Linked DNA regions of Gossypium hirsutum: regions 2 and 3 are each linked to region 1. The links are chromatin contacts, called in public Hi-C maps. All regions are on one chromosome and are shown on one strand. Each heading gives the region's core, a stretch centred on a gene start, on an enhancer-like site or on the middle of the called end of the contact. The rest is flanking DNA. Distances are from core to core; before and after follow the strand shown.

Region 1 (2,870 bases), core at 234-2,733:
GTTTCTCGCAATCAATTTTGAGTTGAGCTCAAGTGTTTTTACCGATCGAGTTCAATTAAGCTTGATTACAAAACGCAATGTTGTGTAGAAAGTTTCTAAATCTAAAGAAAAGGATACGTCCAGAATAGCACGAATGACTGCAAAAATAAAAGAAGAATATAAGCCAAGGAAATAGATGAAAGGTTAGGCAAAGCAAAAGAACAAAATTTAGATTCATTTAAGATATGGGAATACGTAAAGCAAGTCAAAACATAAAAGAAAAGGCTTTACCATAAGCCCACCCAAGAATCCATCGAGTATAAACCGATTCCAGCAATCAAAATAAGAATGAAGGGAGAACTTTGCCTTTGCTATGAGTCCAATTGAAGTAATTGCCATGACAATGAAATACAATATAAAACCCATACAGCCTGTCAACCCTAAAATCCCAGAAATAGCCCCTCCGATTATCGACAAAAATGTTCGGCTGCAAATGAAACCACAATGCTCATCTCAAGTATTGGCTTTCAACACACAACTTTTAGTATCTCCACTAAATGTGAACACAGACATGCCTGTAATATACAACTTTCATGTTATTCTGCAAATTCTCTGCTCTAAAAGTTGATACATCATTCATAACTTCCTTTGATTTCTTGTCAGATGAACTTGAATTACCCTGTCCTGCCATTACCTGTCAATTCTGCAATCCAAATCCGAAAAATAATTCAGAACGACAGATTTTGAAATAATTTAAATCCGTAAAAAATCAAAGCATCAAACACTAATCAAAATGATTTGGAGTCAAAATAATGAATCCCACCCATCCAATTGGCAGGCTTAGTATAAAGAAAACGAAAAAGAAATACCATATCAGAAGGTGAATTACCCAGTGAAGCACAAGCGAAAAACTTGAGAAACAATTATAAAGTCCTTACTGCGCTAATCTAAAAGATCAATGCAGCATTACTGATATGAAAAACAGATTCGGAAAACGTTTATCGTATTACATGTTCCTTTGACTACGGCAGAGCGTCTCAAATTTTGGAACTTCGATCAGAAGGCAGCATAGATATACATTATCAAATTTCGAAAATTTCAACTGATTAATATGAAAGAATATAAGAATTTTACATCCATGATAATTGAAACGTAGGGGATAGCAATGGATCTAACCATCAACAAACCATTAAAAAGACAAATAAGAAAATACAATTAAAAGAAAAAAAGAAAAGAAAAAAGAGGTTTACCCAGATGATCGGAGAATACGAGACCCTTTTTTTCCTGTATTCTTCTACTGAGAATTTACTTCGAGATAGCCCACTCGAAATTTTTATTTTTTTTATCAAGTCTTATATAATTCCGTCTTTCCATTAAATGCCATTACACTACCTTTACTTTTTTCAAAATTATAAATAAAAAAAATCCACAGAAATAAAAATTAGCATTTTTTTTGTTTTATTTTTTATGAATTATTGTTTAATCTCAATTAAACTAATTTTAAAAGAGATGTCTTTGTATCATCTTTAAAATATCCACATGGTGCGTATTTATCGTTTTTTTTATTCAATCTTTATTGTTTTGGGTAAATTAGTAGAATATGCCAAATTCAAAAAATATTAACGAAAGTAGGTCGATTTTGGAGAGAAAAACATAAAAATGCATCCCTATTGCCATCTTAGCTGAAAAATGACGCGTTTTCGTCCAACAATAACTTTTTCTAACGGTCAAAAAATCACACTAATATGGTGTTTACCCACGCTTGGTGTTGAGTTAATTATTTATTTATTGACTAAATTATAGAGTAAAAATTTAAAGGTTATAATTTGCTCAAAGTTCTTGTACTCTTTGTATATTTGGAATTCAATCCTTCTACTTTTCGAATTTAAAAACTTAGGTCCATCTGATAACACTATTAAAATTATTTTGTTAAATTTGTTGTTGTGACATTTTAAAATGAAAAAAAAAACTCATTTGGTATCCATGTAACAAAACAAAAACATTATAACGAACCTGAATTTAACAAAAAAAAATTAATAGTGCTAACAGTTCTTAAAAATTTATATAATTATTTTAATTAGAATATAGTATTTAGACTAACTAACGACATTATAAAAGTTGAGGTATCAAATTATGATAAAATTAAAGTATATGGATTAAATCTCAAATTTAAGTGAAATATGAGGATCAAATTGAAATTTAACCATTCTTATAATCGTAAAGAATTAGAGGGATTGGAGTTGAAATTTACCCATATGTTCTCATGTAAAAAAGAAAAGATAAAACAATCGACAAGTGTCCATGGATCAAATTGAAATTTCACCATTCTTATAATCTTAAAAAATTAGAGGGGTTAGAATTAAACTTTACTCATTATGTTCTCATGTTAAAAAGAAGAAGAAGATGAAAGAATGGACGCATGTGTCCACTAATGACTTCCTTTTATATATAGTAATATAGTCTAGCATGGATGCTATTATGATTCGCGTTTTAAATTAAATTCTAGAATAAATATTTGAATATTAAAATATAGTTTAAATCGCTGCGTTTGTATATTTAAAATTTAATATATTTATTTTATTTTTAAAAATTTAGCTTCTCTGTTTTATAAATTTAAAAAATTCAGATCTAATTGTTAATACTATTAAATTCTTCTGTTAAATTTATTGGTGAAACATTTTGAAATTTTAAAAAAATTAATTGCAATGTATTTAAAAAAATAATATTGTAATGTATTTTAATTTAACAAATAACTTTAATAGCATTAATAACTCTTAAAAGTTAGATTAGGATTATAATCAAAATAAAGTATTTAAATTAATAAATGACATTGTGAAAAATTAAAGTACCAAATTATATAAAAAAGTAGAAGTATAAAAATTGAATCTTAA
Region 2 (2,870 bases), core at 239-2,738, 160 kb before region 1:
ATAATAACAAATATCCAAGGATGAAACAACATTCATACATACCTTGAGGTTGGCCAGTTTTTTTATCTTTTATTAAAGCAACCTCTATCACATCTCCATGTTCTTCAAATAAGTGCCGAATCTGACAAAAGATGAATAAATAATATCATTTGTACAGGAAATAATACCAAAAAGCCCAAAATGCAAAATAGCTTAATATTACATGGCATTAATGCTTAAATGGTATTCATTCGAAATATCAAATCGACATCCAGCATATGAAGATAAGTGAATCAAATTACATATCTGGAAGCAAAAGGAGAGTACAAACGGGAGTATGATAGTTTCAAAAGTATCATGCAAAAAATGAACTGACTTACATCCTCTTCTCTAGCCGTCCTTGGTACAGATCCCACAAAAAGTTTGGCAAAATTGCCCCCACCGCCAGCACCACCAAATCGATCTTGACAAAGCAAAAAGAAAATAAAAACAAAGTATAAGTAGATAAAATAAGTAATGTAATGGTCTGGGGATGCAATTATTATGGTCAGAAGTCAGTAAAGGAGGATAAAATTCGAATATGGAAAGCAGAATTCAAGATAAATGATCTGTAGCTAAAACCATACATGCATCCAAGGAACAAAAAATTCAAGTAAATATTGAGAACTTGGTAAATTTATAGTTCAAAATGGAAGTCCAAATAGAAGCAAATGCTAAGGAAAATGCCCTAAAATCTTTGAATTGACGAATTATTCAATTAGTGGAAGCAGTAAATGAGTGAAAAATTACAATTGAAAAATATAAAATAACTTGGATTGTAAGCAACAAAACGAACCTCTGTTGGGGGAACCACCTCCACGGCCAGAAAATGGAAAAGGTCGTTTCTGTCCCGTATGAGCTGGCTGCAGATGATGCGGTGAAGGGTTTGGATAATTACCCTCAAAACCACCGGCCATAGGCCGAAACCCTCCCCCTCCTCCGCCACCTCCAATTGGTCGAAAGCCTCCACCTCCGCCACCGCTGTTGTGATGCTGACGAGGAGGACTATCGAAGGGACGATGTCCTCCTCCTCCTCCACTGCCACGGAAGTTGCTAGGGCTACGTCGACGGTGTTGGTAGGGATCTTGGGCATCGAACTTATCGTTGAAATTAGTATTGGTGTCGGTGTTAATGCTGTTATAGCGGCTCATAGGAGAAGCGTCGGAGAAACGCGAGGGTCCTCTATAGTAACGGTCGTGAATATTGTTATTATAGTAAGAGTCTTGGTTGTTGTTGGTGGTGGTGTTGTTGCCATCGCCATAGCGATCGGCTCTGTACCTATCCAGCTTTGCTGAGTGTGTTTAAGCTCAAAGTTGAAGCCCTAAACTTGAAATTTGCAGAAACTAAAACAAAGAGAAAATGTTACTACTAAAAACAAGTCGAAAGAAGAAAATAGATAGAGACCAAAAAATACGCAAAGTGAAAGGGAATTTTGGTTGGAGTTTTCAAGGGGGCAAAGCGGGTCAGGTCACGGCAGGACAAGTCCCTTTATAGGAAGTAGTTTCTGGGCTCCCTAATAATGGCCCAATTTAATTGTTTTGGCCTTTTAGAGGTCTCATTTAGCCCAATCTGAATGAAGTTTGAGTTTGGTTTTTCGTGCGATACATCATGAGTTCATTGCCATCTACCAACAAAATATCAGTTAACTCATACGGAGCTTCATTAGAGTCAAACTGAAAATTAAAATTCGAGTTTTGCTTTTCTAAATATATGCTTTCACATCCATTGTTGGAATCGGTGTAGGAAAACCCTGCAATTACCAAATAAAGTTTGTAAAAGGTGATTTACCTTAGTTGCATTTGTTACTAAGCTAATGACTGCCATATAGAGAGCAAGGTTGAGTCCATCCCAGAGGGCCCATAGTTTTGCTTCGGTGCTTGTAGCTCTCGGGATGCATCTAAACGACCCTATAACCCAATCCCTAAATAATTTCTAATAACAGTTCCCGCCCCGACACAACCAGGGTTCTTAAGCGCAAAGCCATCCATGTTAACCTTAACAAGGCCAAGTTTAGGTTTTTGCCATCCAATAAGGATGAAACAAGCTTGTGGAACTCTTTTAATGCTACTAGCAGCAAAAAATTTTGTTGCTTTTCCTGTAGTCAAGTTGACGAGAAGATTAGGGTTTGGATTATTGGTAAAGAGTAAGACATTTCTCAATAGACAAATCTCTTATAGCATGAATGTAAACACTAAGGGCCACCGGGCTTTTGGCTTAACCAGCCAGGCTTTTTAAATGATGTTCAAGTCAAGCCAATCGGTCCATTTACTATCCCAATAGGATCTTAAGGGAGCACGGTTTTTAACAGTCGATCACCACCCCTTAGTTATTGTGCATTCTCTAAAGATATGCTCGATTGTTTCCGGGGAGTTTCTACAAAACAAGCAGTCCCCGATTTCATTTAATCACATTTCCCAGTGTCTGAGGAAGTCTTTTGTCGGGATGATTTTTTTGAAGGATTTTTAGAGAAAGAATTGAAGCTTGGGTGGTAGTTTTGCTTTCCAAATATTTTTCCAATGTTGTTCTGACTGGTTGAGATTTAAACTCCTGGTTTCTTGACCATGGTCATTTCATAGGTGCTTTCCAGAGAAAATCTTCCCGAGTTTGTTAAGTTCTAGCAGATTGTTCACGCTTTATATGGGGGAAAGGGTGCATAGGAAAATCTATAGTATATCCCTAGGAATTTGGAATGTTAAGGCCTTTCATTTTCATGACCGTAAATGAATGGTTAGCATCATCACAAGTGAGTGGGCCGATTATGATTTTTCTCAAAGGGCTAAGGCCAAACAATTTATAAAGCTAAAATATAGTATTTCCACTATATTTGATTACCCATCTCAAGCCCTCTTCAT
Region 3 (2,870 bases), core at 151-2,650, 130 kb before region 1:
CACTATGATTTTTAGAACAAAATATGTTTGGTTATAATTATATATATAAGTATTATTTAGGGATAAATTTCAAAATTATACATAAATTTTGATTAATGTATAATTGTATACATGAACTATAATTTGGTGCAATTATACATATGAAACTCTAATTTTTGTTCAAATGTATACTTGAAACTTTAATTTTAATTTAATCATACACATTTAAAGAAATAAATACATCAATTTATTTTTATATTGGATAAATATAATTATTTTGTGTATGGAATATATAAACATAAAATGATGTTATATCAATAATTGTGTTAATAATTTACAAGAATTGGATCAAATCAAAATTTCATGTATAAAATTGCACAATATCAAAGTTCATATATACAATTGCACATTAAATCATAGTTCATGTATAATTTTGGTATTTATCCCTAAAAGTTTATTGCACTTTTTTGGGGAGAACACAAATTTAAACATTAGAGATAATATTGTTAGGAAGGGTAACCACGAGCTCTAAATATAGACAATATGTACTATAAAAAGATTCCCATAAATATGTTAAATTGAGAATTTTTTACAAAAAAATATTTTGTTAAAACTTTAATAGACGCGAAAAGTGAAAATATTAATTATGACAAGTGATTTTTATAGATCTTATCTTTAAATGATAATAAATTTTTGCTTTTTGAGAATAAATGATAATAAATTATTAACCCTTACCTATAAAAAAATTAAAATTAGATTTATATTATCTTTAATACATTATTTGGTACCAAAGTTTAGTTTCAATGTTTAATTTAGCATCTGAATTTTTTTTCTTGATTTAGTACTTAAGTTTGGTTTTAATGTTTATTTCGGTATCTAATTTTTTATTTTGATATTTGAAATCCTTATAGTCCGAATTTGGTACATAGTTTGTCTCCAATGTTTAATTTAGCATCTGAGTTTTTTTTTCAATTAAGTATTTATATTTTCTTTATTAGAGCACACGTGTCAAACATCTATTTGGTCACATAATGTCATTTGGTTTGGGTACCAAATTAAATTTTGAAGCCAAATTCATGTATCAAATTGAACCTTGAGATCAAACTCCTATACCAAATGATAAATTAACCGGTGGTAATAAATATACGTCTAACTTGTTATGATTTACGTAATCTTAATTTTTTTCCTCAAACAATTTTACATATAATATATATATATAAAATTAACCGTTATAATTAGTAAATTCTATTTAATTAGCATCCAAATTTTTTATTTCAACTGTTATGAAATTGGAGAATTAATAGAATTTGTCAGGACAGGATTACCTTACAACTTTTTTTTTATTTTATTGTAAAAGGCAATTACAATCTTTGGGCCAAAATTACGTATAGCAAATTTTTTTGCCTTATTTTGCTCCATATATGATTTCTTCTTCATTGAGAAAATTCATTCTGGAGCCTATAAATACGTTTTTTTGTTTTTAAACCAAAGCCATTTTACGTGCAAGTTAAGCGATATTCCAGTTACCTTTCAAATTCCCACCACCCAAATATGACCAAAATCATCTCTTTATTCATACTTGAAGCTGTATTTTGCTTCACATTTTTCACTGTAAGCTACTCAGACATCAACCTGATTCAAACCAATTGCAAAAAGACTCCATTTTACGATCTCTGCGTCTTGACTTTGAAATCCGACCCCCGGATGTGCCGGGGCTTGCTCGGATTGTGGCTGACAGTGTCAATGCTAAAGCCATTGCCACATTGAATCAGATTTCAGCATTGCTTAAAAGTGTCAAAGACCCCACCTTGGAAAAGGCCTTGGAAGGTTGCATTGTTTCATATAACACCATTATCCAGGGTGATATCCCAGTAGCAATTGATGCAATTGAGAAAAACAACCCCAAATTTGCTGTTCAGAGTGCAACTGATGCTGGAAATGAAGCTCAGGCATGTGAAAACAGCTTTGCAGAAAAGGCATCCAATTCGCCAATCTTTAGTGGAAACAAAGCTGTGCATGATCTTTCTGTTCTTCTTCAATCCATTGCCTCATTGTTACTCTAGGCTGATGTTAAGTCAGTTCTCTTTGTTATTAAATGATGATAAATAAATTAAAACAAAATGAGAAATTTATGAATTATCTGATGATTTTTTTCATGTTTGTTTACATCGATGAAGTATGCCATTACAAAATCGGTGTAATTAGCTTTTACTTTTTTAGCACAAACACTCAAAGGTGAAATAAAAACACAAAAAGGAATTTCTCACAAAGGAATCAAGTCGTGCTCTCTAAGCTCTCGACTAGCTAATCTCATGCCACTACTACCTGTTTATAGTCCACACGACTTCAACTAGAAGTAAAGGATAAGTGAGATAATATTTTGATAATACTAGCTGGTTTTTCACAACATAAATGGTTGACAAGTGACTTAAATTATTGTTCATATGATCTTCAATGATCTCTATTTTATCTTGATCAAAATCATCAAATAATCCTCAAGAAATACCAACTGAAAAATGCTTTAATTAAATCGGCTACACAGCGCCGATAATGCTTTGCTTATTCTTATGCTCCATATCCTCAGATTATCAACTGAGATACTGTCACCAAAATATTGTTATTAAACTCGAATATTTACTTATTAAATTTCGGGTTTATCAATAAATTTTGCTTCTGATTTATCTTGAATAAAATCAAAATATATTCTCAATCAAAATTCTCAATAAGCTACAGTGTAAGTTTGGATTTTTGGTAAAAGTTCTGAAGTAGCAAAATACATTCACGACAGCATAACATGTGAATCAACTCAGGAATATTATTCAAGAAAGCAAAACACCCCTTAACTAAATTCGATTACACCTTTCTCCATCTTTTGAAAAAAAAATCTAAAG

The links. A called contact is a pair of places that touch in the nucleus more often than the background predicts.
Region 2: a contact with region 1 is called in a Hi-C map of leaf, with 2.9 times the contacts expected there. The contact joins the promoter of LOC107896590 here to the promoter of LOC107896406 in region 1. A contact is called at or near these places in 3 of 34 Hi-C or Micro-C datasets (leaf and seedling).
Region 3: a contact with region 1 is called in a Hi-C map of leaf, with 2.2 times the contacts expected there. The contact joins the promoter of LOC107955860 here to the promoter of LOC107896406 in region 1. A contact is called at or near these places in 13 of 34 Hi-C or Micro-C datasets (callus, fibers, leaf and 1 more).

The regions. Positions count from the first base shown.
Region 1 is chrA10:101,977,459-101,980,328 of Gossypium_hirsutum_v2.1, forward strand. It overlaps LOC107896406 (ER membrane protein complex subunit 6), which reads right to left and starts at 1,484. Exons shown (of 5, transcript XM_016821572.2): 1 at 1,230-1,484; 2 at 555-682; 3 at 271-466; 4 at 118-137. The coding sequence starts at 670.
Region 2 is chrA10:101,821,536-101,824,405 of Gossypium_hirsutum_v2.1, forward strand. It overlaps LOC107896590 (flowering time control protein FCA), which reads right to left and starts at 1,489. Exons shown (of 19, transcript XM_016821787.2): 1 at 815-1,489; 2 at 360-442; 3 at 43-121. The coding sequence starts at 1,169.
Region 3 is chrA10:101,849,343-101,852,212 of Gossypium_hirsutum_v2.1, forward strand. It overlaps LOC107955860 (cell wall / vacuolar inhibitor of fructosidase 1), which reads left to right and starts at 1,401. Exons shown (of 2, transcript XM_041078574.1): 1 at 1,401-1,447; 2 at 1,604-2,042. The coding sequence starts at 1,401. The coding sequence ends at 2,042.